2 separate regions of the Muntiacus reevesi genome follow, and region 1 is linked to region 2. The links are chromatin contacts, called in public Hi-C maps. All regions are on one chromosome and are shown on one strand. Each heading gives the region's core, a stretch centred on a gene start, on an enhancer-like site or on the middle of the called end of the contact. The rest is flanking DNA. Distances are from core to core; before and after follow the strand shown.

What was found. Hi-C and Micro-C count contacts between places; a contact is called where the count stands out from the background.
Region 1: a contact with region 2 is called in a Hi-C map of muscle, with 5 times the contacts expected there. The contact joins the promoter of BRD7 here to the promoter of CNEP1R1 in region 2. A contact is called at or near these places in 2 of 3 Hi-C or Micro-C datasets (blood and muscle).

What each region holds. Positions count from the first base shown.
Region 1 is chr2:231,947,372-231,953,758 of mMunRee1.1, reverse strand. BRD7 (bromodomain containing 7) reads left to right here and starts at 2,944. Exons shown (of 17, transcript XM_065925304.1): 1 at 2,944-3,246; 2 at 3,676-3,884. The coding sequence starts at 3,198.
Region 2 is chr2:231,660,628-231,666,505 of mMunRee1.1, reverse strand. CNEP1R1 (CTD nuclear envelope phosphatase 1 regulatory subunit 1) reads right to left here and starts at 1,290. Exons shown (of 6, transcript XM_065925288.1): 1 at 790-1,290. The coding sequence starts at 814. It also overlaps the pseudogene LOC136157445.

The sequences.
Region 1 (6,387 bases), core at 1,695-4,194, 290 kb before region 2:
GAGGGAAGGAAGGAAATTACAAACTCCCTAATGAAGACAAGGTAACCAGACCTTTTCCCTCCATCAAAGGGTGCTCAGAGGGAAGACACGTGCACAAAGGGTGAGCTGGTTCTGAGGGGCATTTGCAGAGCAGTGGTCACTGTGTTGGGTACTGTGGACACAAAGGTGCTGTGCTCCCCTGATTCAAACCCCGCCTGGGGGAGCATACCAGGTGATGAGGAGAAGCCAGGTAAGCTCACAGGTTCAGTCTGGAGGGAGGCCAGATCCACTCCACAGCAGAGGCCAGATCCATAGGTGCAGTTGGCATAGCAGTTCTCCTTAAAACAAAAAGAATTATAGCTTTGAAAAGGTTGACAAACTGCACCAAAGCTTTGCATCCAGTCCCATTACTTCATGGCAAATAAATGAGGAAACAATGGAAAAAGTGACAGACTTTATTTCCTTGGGCTCCAAAATCACTGCAGATGGTGATTGCAGTCATGAAATTAAAGATGTTTGCTCCTCAGAAGAAAAGCTATAACAAATCTAGACAACATATTAAAAAGCAGAGACATTACTTTGCCAACAAAGGTCTATCTAGTCAAAGCTATGGTTTTTTCAGTAGTCATGTATGGATGTGAGAGTTGAATCATAAGAGTTGATGCTTTTGAACTGTGGTGTTGGAGAAGACTCTTGAGAGTCCCTTGGACTGCGAGGGGATCAAACCAGGCAATCCTAAAGGAAATCAGTCCTGAATATTCATTGCAAGGACTGATGCCGAAGCTGAAGCTCCAATACTCTGACCACCTGATGCGAAGAAATGACTCATTTGCAAAGACCCTGATGCTGGGAAAGATTGAAGGCAGGAAGAGAAGGGGACAACAGAGAATGAGATGGTCGGATGGCATCACCAACTCAATGGACATGAGTTTAAGCAGGCTTCAGGAGTTGATGATGGTCAGGGAAGCATGCTGCAGTCCACGGGGTTGCAAAGAGTCGAAAATGACTGGGTGACTGAACTGAACTGAAGCTTTGCTCTGCACTAGGGGGCATTGGTGGCTTGATTTCAGAGCAGCAGAGGTTCCCTTCTCCAACATGACCCCTTTCCTCCACTCTGAACTCCTTCTCAGAGAGGCCAGAGCAGATTGTTACAGATACAAACTTCTATCCTTTGTAAAAAATCAGTTCCCCTCCTCTAAAGGAACTTCACCTTCCTTGACTAACCACTGGACTCTAATGGGGACTGCCAGTCACAGACTCTAACTCCTCTTGGCCATAGGGATGGACTTGGTATCCAAGCTGGATCAATCTCCCAACCCTTTGCCTATAAAACACGTGACCCAAGCCAAGCCAATCAGAGACCTTTCCTGGAATTTTTTCCTGGATGAGGCTGACAGGAAAGAGACCCTTTTCCCAATCGGTCAGGATACAGCTGCTGGAAACCATGTTTTCAGTCATGTAAGAAAAGAAAATGGAGCCCAACACAGAAGGATGAGACAAAGAAAGAAAGCATCAAATCCCTGGCTCCTATCTTTCTTTGGGGAAGCTTTACTCCTCCCTTCCTGGACATGTGATCCACTAATCTTTTTATTCACCTGAAATAATTCAAACTGGGTTTCTATCATTCTTTGACCACAGGACCCTAAATTACAAGTCTACCACTTAACCACTGCAGTTCAAGTGAAAGCTACACACCTTCCTGGGAGAAGTGATCCAGAGGTCCAAACTCTTAAGTATAAATGACCGATGTCAGTTCCTTTCTTGTGAGTATAGATTTATCTGGAAACACACAGTGCACTGTAAGCCTAAACGCAGAGACAGTCAAGACCCCCTTCATCATATTCAGAGTAAAAAGAGGTTATGATTCAGATCCAGAAAACCTGGATTTGAAGCCTGGCTCTACCAGTAAGTGGCAACTTACTTCATTTCTCTGGGCATCCATTTCCTCATCTGTAAATTGGGAATATATTTCTCCCTTTCTACCTTACAAGGTTGTCATGTCAAAAAATATCAACATTATTTTGTCTCTCTGCAGCCATCATCCCTGGATGTGGTCTCTTGAACACATCTTAACATTTTATTCAGGTAAGTGCCAATGAACAAAATTGTGAATAACTCATCTCACCAGTAGGGTTCAGCATCTAAGGATAAAGTCAAGGAGAAGCAGGGCCTAAAGCAGGAAAGAGGAGTGGACCTCCATCAACAGAGCGATAGTGTTAGTCTGGACCTCTGCTTTGTGGGGATCCAGATTATTTTCATCATTTTTTCAATCTAATTTCTAAATTTTCTTTCTTTTCATTTCAAAAAATAATAAATATGCAAGTGAGAAAATTTTCAAAAAATACAGAGAAGCATGAAACTAAACCAATCAACTCCAGTCTCAGTCCTAGTCTCCTGAGATAACCACTATTAACCGTTCTTGTGTATCCATCACAGCCTTTTTATTCAAATGCCAACGTTTATTTCCATAAATGCATCTTACTGAATACACTCTGCTCCATACTTTGTTGGTATTGTTTTAATTAAGGTCTTGAAGGTCTTTACATATCATTATATAAGTTTGTTTTGTTCTGTTTTAGAGATTAGAATCCTTCCGCTACCAATGTTCTGGGTTTCCTGGGTCTGGCGTCCAGCACAGGATTCAACAAATGAAGATAGACGCTAGGGAAAGCGGGAGAGAAGAGAGGAGTCAGAAAGGAAGTAAGGTGATAAAAAAGATAAGAAAAAGGATGAAAGGAAGGAGGGGCAAGGAGGAGGGAGAGAGGGTAGGAATCTAGGCAGGAAAGAAAGAGAGGCAGACAGAAAAACGGGAATTTCAGAGCGGTGGACCCCGCCCTGGCCCCACCCACGAACCGGACTCCGCCCCCGAGCCGACTCCGCCCCCAGGCCTCAGGTTGCAGTGCCACCTCCAGCCGCCAGGGGCCGCCACGCCCAGCCGACCACTCTCTGCGCGCGCGGCAGGCCCTCTCTCCCGCTTCCGCGCCGGCCACTCGCCAACCTGCCGCCGCTCTCCGGCTCCGGCTGGGTCTCGCGCGCTTGGGCGCGGCTGGGTCTATTCGTGAGGGGCCTCGCGCCGCTCGGCGCACGCCGTCCCCCTGCCTCGCGGCGCGGGGTCTCGCGGGCCCCGCTCCCGCCCTCCGCTCGCCTGGCCCGGACCGGAAGCGGCGCCGCACGGCCTGGGCCTGGCGCGGGGGGCGGGCACCGGGGCCCGATCGGACATGGGCAAGAAGCACAAAAAGCATAAGTCGGACAAACACCTCTACGAGGGTGAGGAGTGGGCCACGGTGGGGGGCGGCGAGCCTATGGCCGCTTGGTGGAGTTTTCGTGCCTTCGAGACAACTCTCCAGCTTCCGAGGCGGGCCGGGGGTCGCACCTCCGGCGGGCAGGCCTGGACCCGCAAAGGGGGCGCGGCCCGCCTGAGCCGCGCCAGACCCCCCAGGCGGGGGCGGCGTTCGAACCCGGGACGTCCGGCCTGGGCGGGACTCCGGTTGGGAGGTGTGAGGCGGTCCCGAGAGGCCCGGGAGCGTTCGGGGCGTCCACTTGGCGAGTGTCCGTCATTCAACAGGTGCGCCGAGGGGCGCCCACTGCGAGCCATTGGCCGCCTCAGACTGACTATCCCTACCCAGTTTTACTCTGCGTTTTGGATACTGCCCGGCGAGGCTTTCCTTTAATCGAGATCCTTTCCTTTCGTTTAAGAGTATGTAGAGAAGCCCCTGAAGCTGGTCCTCAAAGTGGGAGGGAACGAAGTTACCGAGCTCTCCACGGGCAGTTCTGGGCACGACTCCAGCCTCTTTGAAGACAAAAACGATCATGACAAACACAAAGAGAGAAAGCGGAAAAAGAGAAAGAAAGGAGAGAAGCAGATTCCAGGGGAAGAAAAGGGGAGAAAACGGAGACGTGTAAAGGTAAAGGGTCGTTGCGTTGCTTCAGCTTTGAAGGTGGTACCACTTTCTGAGCGTTGCCGCCTCCCCCTGCCAACCTCACTTTATTTTGTGTCCAATGAGATGCTGAAACGCCCATAAAATCGGGCTGACTTTGAGGAAGAGCAGGGCAGAATAGAAACATCAGTCATCTATGAGTTTCAACAGCTCTTTAATTATGTTCTTAGTTGTACTCACACATCAGGTGAGTGAACAGCGAAGTCCTCATTTTCAGGAGCTGCTTCAAAGAGTGGTTTTTCCATCTAGGAAAGGTAAAAGTCATGCCCTAGCAAAGCTCAGTTTTTGATGTTTTGGGGAAACAGTCATTTCAAAAGTAACTGTTGTCACAGAGCACCGGATTTGAGCCCCCTGCATCATACAGCAAATTCCCACTGGCTGTCTAGTTTTACATATGGTAATGTAAATGTTTCAGTGCTGCTCTGTTAATTCGCACCACCCTTTTCTTCCCCCCTCTGGGAGCTGGGAGGGAGGTTCAAGAGGGAATATAGGTATACCTATGGCTGATTGATGTTGATACATGGCAGAAACCAATAGAATGTTGTAGTTAACTTCCAACTAATTTGTAGTTAACCTCCAATTAAAAATAAATTTAAATGTTTTTAAAAAGTAAATGGGATTTATTGGGATTCAGATTTTCTTCTGAAATACTGTAATGCCAAATACATAATGAATGACTTTCATCTTTTAAGACAAAGTCTGAGTCTGTTGAAGTGATAATTTGATCAGAAACCTTCAAGGGATATGACAGCAGTAATAAAAATAAGCATTTTCTTAACCACTTGCAGATACTAGAAAGGAAAAAAGAAAGTGGTTGCCATCCCTGTTTGTCATCTGGGTGAAATAGTAATAATAAACTTTCCTTCCAAGGATGATCACATATGTACCTGGAATTGTCCTAGACTGCTTCTGCACTTCCCAAATTTAACCTGTCACCAAGTAACTTATTGAATCATTTACTGGAACTTGAAGCTAAATCTCTGTAGGCTTATTTTATAATTTTTTTATATTTATATATACAACAGAAATGTTCTAGACCATGTGATTAAACACATTGTTAAGTCCCTAAATCGTAGTCTCTTTTTGGAATTTCCTATTTATGTCTTTCTGCCCCAGTGTTTATTGCCTTTGTCTAGGCTGTGACTAAACATAGAACTGTCAAATGTTTTTTCCCCTAAATTGTAAAAGCCATGATTTTTTTAATTCAAGTGATACAGAAGTGAACAAGAAGGAGGAGAGAAAAAGTTTTCCTCACTCAAGTATCTCATTTAGTCTTTCTCTCCAGAAGTAACCAGTTTTGTTGTGGGGGGATTGTTTTTTAATTATTTATTATTACAGGATAAAGTAATTTATGAGCATAGTTTTAAAAAGTCAAGAGTACTATTAATACATTTAAACATAAAAGTAAACTCCTGTTGCATCCTTCCCAAACTTTTTAGTTTTTTCTTTGGATATTGATGTCCATTTCTAAATGTTGGTTTATGTTGCCGTTTACTGATTTTATTTGTACATCTTTTATTGGCATCATGTTACTGAAGATGAGAATTTAAATTAATGTCCTTATATAGCTCCATGCCTCCAGTTTCCCTTCCTGCATTCTCCCACTGTAGATACATCTCAGTTCTTAGTAAATTCAATATTCAGTGTTCATTTCTAATTATCGTTTAGTGGAGAAAAATGTAATATACATATACAGGTCTGATATTGACCAGTTGGCTAATTGCTTTCATTTGTTTGGTGGTTGTGTACTCATTCTTCAAGCTCTTAACAGATTTGTAAAAGCCACCTGGTTTCTTCTGTTTTTCACATGGGCAAACCCGTCCCTTTTTTTTTTTTTGGAAACATCTGTCTTGCATCCGTTCATCTCTGTCTCTACCTGCTCTAACCTGGATTAGTTGATTGGACCTGCTCTGCCTGCTTTTGGATCCCATATCTTTCTCTTGATTTACTCCTTTGTTGTGGTGAAGTCTTAACTCTACAGACCCCCTAAGAAAGCATTCATAGGAGGTAGATTTTTGTAAGTTCTTATGTGTTTGAAAAATTTTATTGTACTCTCATATACTCTCCTCATAGAGATTAATGGTTTGACTCAGCATGGAACTCCAAATTGGAAGTTATTTCCTCCCAGAATTTTGAAAGCATTGCTTGTTGTTTTCTAGCTCCCAGATTTGCTGCTGAGAAGTCTGTTTCCTTCTGATTTTTAGTTCTTTGAACATGGCTGGTATGTGCTCTCTCAAAACGTTTAGAATCTTTCCATTATCTTCAGTGCTCTGTTGCTTTCAGTTCCGAGATGTTTGCTTGAAGTATTTCTATGATAATTTCCTTTCCTCCATTCTCTCTTCTCTCTTTCCAGAGTCCCTGCTATTAGATGTTGGACTCCTCGACTGGTTCTCTAATTTTCTTGTGTTTTTTTTTTCTCCTCTGTTTTTTTTCATTCTTCCTTCAAAGACAGTTCCTGAACTTTGTCTTC
Region 2 (5,878 bases), core at 41-2,540:
CAGTCGACGCCAAAAGCTAGAAATTTGGGGTTGCAAGTAAAGGATCAAAATCAAGTCGAGTTTTAACTCTGTTGGAATCAAGAACTCCGTATTAGGACAATATCTTACCTCGGGCCAAAGTCTCGATACACTTATGTTTAATTAACAGCTACGCTTTCAGTCTGTTCTTACTGGACTTCTGATCAGCTAACGGATGGGTAATGGAAAGACGCTCCCCTTTCCAGCCGCCCAAGAGCTTACAGATGATCTATGTGGCACTTCTGGAGCGCCGACGCCTGGTTGTACAAGATTGGGGCGTTCAAGGTGTTTCCTCTGAATGAGCAAGGTAAGGTATCATTTTCAGTTGCACTTTTCAAACTTTAAAAAGGAGACCAAGAGGCACTCCCTTACCCCGGCAGTTACCAAAAACCAAGGCAGAAATTAGGGATACAAGTCTTATCGACTACTAGAAAAAAAATAAAGTGAGTTAGCGCCCTACAAGGTTTGCTAACAAGTAAGAAATAGAAATAACCGGGCGAGAAGCTCCCTGGTCCACGCGGCAGGAATTGGGGGAGCTGACGCAGCGCCTCTCCAGCGGCGGCGGATGCCACGCGCGCCGGAAGCAGCGCCAGGCCGTGTCCGGCCGCCCCTTGGCCCCTGGGCCGGCCCCCGCGCCCCCAGCTCCGGGCCCCGTCAGTCCATCCTTCGCGGCCTCCTCTCTCCCGACCAGGTTTCCACGATTCCGGCGCCTCCAGAGCCCCGCGAGCTTCCGTGGAGGAGTTAGCGAAGGGCCCAGGAGGCGCACCCTACCTTCCGCCTGCTCCAGCGAGTTCATGTCGGGCGGCAGCTCCGGTCACCGGCGCGGCCCCGTCCGCATCTCAGCTCCACGGTCCCTGCCCGGCCCGCAGCGCCAACTCCCACCTCTAACCGCTTCCCTCCGCCCCTCTTTTTGGCACCGCCCCTTGACTAGACCCGCTACGCTCATTGGACGTTTCGGCCAGACCCTGTAACTAAGACGGTTTTCTATTGGCTACTTCCCTCACGGTTCTCGGGCACTGGCGTTGGACGGTCAGCCAGAAGGACCAAGAGTTGTCGGCGGCTGAGTTGGCGTGACACTAGCGCCGCCTCCTGTCCTGGGGAGGAACTGCAGCCTGTCCGGGAAAGTTCATTCATTCGTGTGTGTACTATTCCTAGTTTCCTGCTTGGTTCTTTCATTGCTTAAATAAGCCTGGCGTGCTGCGGTCCTTGGCATCTCCGAGAGTCGGATACGACTGAGCGGCTGAACGGCGACGAGCCCTTTAAGTACACATTTCTCCCTTGGTTATTTTTTTCTCATGTCATCCAATTTTCATAAATCGTAAAATGAGTGTTCTGGAACTTAAAAAAAAAAAGAATCTGTAAGGCATTGACTACTTTTATATTTGATTAAAAAACTCTCTGGCTCCTTTCCTTGTGGTCACTCATTCATTCAAGAACTATTGCATGTCTGGTAGGCACTGTATCAGGGATGCAGTTTAGCAAGATAGACAAGACTCCTATCCTCAAAATGGAAGGGTTACAGTAGACAATAAACATGCAAATAGATCATTAATTTCAGGTAAGCTTGGTTCTGTGAAGGAAGTAACAGGGTAATAGGATACAGTGAGATAAGAGCGGGAGGTGGGTGGTGGGGTGGGTGGTGGTCGGTAATGGGAACTAGTTCTAGGGAAGAGATATTTAACACACAGAGCCGGACGTTTGATTTGAGAGCCCCAAGAAGCAACTGGCCGAACAAAGATGGGCACTAAAAAGCTCCAAGTGGCACTGGGATTTTTTTCACTGTTGATATTTCATTCACTCATCCTTCAGTTTTCCTCTTCCCCACTTGCCATTAGAATTGACACATCCTTGCCCATTACTTCACTTTGTAGGCTCCTTTACCTTAACACTTCCAGAGCCTTCCTCTGGGCCAAACCCTTTACATACATTATCTCATTTAGCACGCCAACACAATCTTTTTTTTAAACTGTGGGTCAAAACCCCAGAGAAGATCATGAAAGACATGCAATGAGCCATAACTGTTATTTTGTAAATATGAACTAAAGTAAAACTTAAAATATTAGCACCACTAGTAGTAAAAATGTGTCATTTCATGATTTTTTATTTTGTTTGTGTGTGTATTCCATATGTGCTATGTTCTGATCATAATGTAAAACATATGTAAATGAGGGCTCCAATTAAAAAAAAGTTTGAAAAAAAAAAATTGAAAGGCACCAATGTAGGTATTAACAGGTTCATTTACAATGAGAAAAGTAAAACAAAATTGCCCAGAAGTGTGTATCAGTCACACATTCATGTCACAGACTCATTTTCATCTGTGTACAAAAAAAAACAACATTGAACATGCCTTTGAAAGGGTGTACATTTTTATCCTGTTATTGACACCTGCATGTATGGATCACGGGGGCCTGGGGAACAGTAAGGGAGGAAGAGAGGAAAACGGGGGCTCATAGTCAGGCTAAAAAATTTGGAACCTGAAGTAATGGGGAGACCGAGGGATATAGATTTGTAGAAACATTATATCAGTGAGATTTGTCAAGAAGATACTTAACAAATATTTAAGTACTACATGTTCCAGACACTGGAATATAAGCCAAGACTGCAAAGGTCTCCCTCTAAGGTCTCCTGCCCTGTGTAAAAGATAGTGTTTCGTGTAAAAACAAAAGACAGAACACTGAAAACCCTTAAAACATCAGTGATAAGATGAAGATCTGCTTCAAAGAGGGATAGCCAATACAATAACTAAAATTTGTTCTGGAGGTCTGGTGCTACATCTTTTATAGTTCAGGAGTGTGTAAACCTCCTTTAAACCCCACAGCAGCAACATGAACCAAAACGTGTTATCAAATTCATTTTAGGGTTGAGTTTAGAAATAGGTAGATGAGTTGATCAGCTCCAAATGCTGTCGCTGGAATTATCCTTGATTCTCTCTCCCTCTCTCTCTCCACATGGTAGATCAGATTCCGTAGCAAATCCTCTTGCCTGTATCATCCACATCGATTTAAAATTTAATCACTTCTCACCACTTCTGCAGCTCCCACTCTAATCCAAGCCACCATATAGCCTGGATTTACAGCTGTGACCCCTCACCAGCCTCCTGTTCCCACCCTTTTGCCAAATAGTGATTCATAAAATACTAAAAGATCACACGTTGTCCTCAGAAACTTCCAATGGCCCCTTGGAGTGACTACAACAGGGATCTTCCTGCCATCTCCATGGCGACACCTTCTAAAATAATTTTCACAAATTGTATGCCTCCTCACATGTTTCAAAAACTACAGCTGAGATTTTCATCATGGACTTGAATCCTTATAAAAGATGTATTTTCTGGTATTGTAAATATTGACGTTTGGAAGTAAACTCTTACGTGACTCTTTTAAAGGTATTCGATGTAATTGAAATACCATGGCAATTTGACACCCACCATCATCCCTTTAAAAATACATGAATATCTGTTATGAATATGGACATAAAAATCCTTTAAAGAATTAACAAATCAGATCCAGCAACATATAAAAAGGAGTATACAACAAGGTGAAGTGTGATTTATCCCATGAATGCAAAGTTGGTTTGACGTCAGACTTAGAGAATGAATTTATGGTTTACAAGGAAGAAGATTTAGGGGGAGGGATAGTTAGGGAGTTTGGAATTGAGAGAATGCATTGCTATATTTAAAACGGATAACTGACAAGGACCTACTGTATAGTATAGGGTGCTACATACCCCTGAACCACCTGGGAATTCATAGCACAGGGAACTCTGCTCAATAGTACCCAACAACCTAAATGTGGAAAGAATTAGAAAAAGAAGAGATGCATGCATATGTGTATATGAATCACTTTGCTCTACCCCTGAAACTATCACAGCATTGCCAATCAACTGTACTCCAATGTAAAATAAAAAGTTTCAATTCAGAAAAAAAAAAGAAAATGAATACGTGTAATATATCATATAAACAGAGTAAATAACAAAAACCACATGACTTAATGAGGATGTAGAAAAACTGGCGCATTGGAGCATTCATATATGGTAGGGTGTATGTGCTCAGTCACTTTAGTCGTGTCTGACTTTTTGTGATCCCGTGGACTGTAGCCCGGCAGGCTCCTCCGTCCATGGGATTTCCCAGGCAAGAATACTGGAGTGGGTTGCCATTTCCTTCTCCAGGGGATCTTCCCAAGCCAGGGATGTCTATGTGTCTCTGAAGCTCCTGCGTTGGCAGGCAGGTTCTAGTGCCACCTGGGAAGCCCGTGTATGGTCAGTAGGAATGTAAAATGGTGCAGCTACTTTGGAAAACAGTCTGGCAGTTCCTCAAAAAGTTAAGCATATAGTTACTATATGAGCCAGCAATTCTCCTCTTAATATCTGAGAGAATTGAAAACATATGTTCACAAAACACCTTGCACATGAATGTGCATGGTAGCATTAATCATAATAGTCAAACAGTGGAAACAACCAAATGCCCATCAACTAATGAATAGGTAAGCAAAATGTGATATTTCTATATAGTGAATATTATTCAACAATAAAAAGAAATGAAGTACTGATAAGTGCCACATCCATAGAGACAGGAAGAAGATGGTGGTTGCCAAGGACTTAGGAAAAGGGAAAGTGGAAAGTATGAGATTTTGGGGGGGCGGGTGATGAAAATGTTTAGGAATTAGATAGTGATGATTACCTAACTTTGTAAGTATACTAAAAGCCACTTTAAATGTGGGTTTTATGCTATGCAAATTATATCTCAACTGTAGAAGTGTGGGAAAACCTCGCATAACCATCTCAATTGTTGCGAAATAAGTGTTTAGCAAAATCTCACACCCTTTCATGATAAAAACACAACATAACTAACCAAGAATAAAAGGAAACTTCCTCAATGTTGATGAAGAATGTGTACAGAACCCACAGCTAACTTCATATTTAAAAGTGAATGTTTGCAGGACTTCTCTGATGGTTCAGTGGTTAAGAATCTGCCTGCAAATGCAGGGGACATGTTCTGACCCTCTATCCTGGAAGATCCCACATCCTGAAGAGCAGTTAAGCCCGTGTAGCACAGTTACTGAAGCCCACGCCTGGAGCCCATGCCCTGCATCAAGAGAAGCCTCCATGATGAGAACCCCTCGCTGCAACCAGAGAGAGCCCAAGCGTAGCAACAAAGACCCAGCACAGCCAGAAAGAAAAGGGAACGTTTTCTTCCTAAAACCAAGAAGTAGACAAAGATGTCCATGCTTGCTACTTCTGTCCAAAATTGTAATGGAGGTTCTATCAGGCAATTATGGAATAAAATGAGATCAAAGGAATCCAGATGGGAGACGAAAAAGTAGAAGACGTGATCTGATCTTACATATAGGGTATCCTAAGGAATTCACCAATCAGTTGTTAAAACCAAACAACGGGTTCAGCAAAGTTGCAGGGTATAAGATCAGTATAAAAATAAAGTGTATTTCTCTGCATGAGATGGTTAGATGACATCGCTGACTCAATGGACATGAGTTTGAGCAAACTGTAGGAGATAGTGAAGGACAGGGAAGCCTGGCGTGTTGCAGTCCATGGGGTCGCGAAGAGTCAGACACAACTTTAGTGACTGAACAACAGCATTTTTCTGCACTTGTAACGAACAATCAGAAAACGGAATAAGGGAAACACTTACATAGCATCAAAAATAATAGAATATTTAAGATACATTTAACAAAAGAAGGGCAAATCTTGTATTCTGAAAACTATAAAACATCATTGAAAGAAATTAATGAAGACCTAAAACATTGGAAAAACATCCTATGTTCATGGATTAGAAGATAATAATGTTAAGATGGCAATATTCCCCAAAATAATCTAGAGTCAATGCAACACCCATTAAAATCCCAAC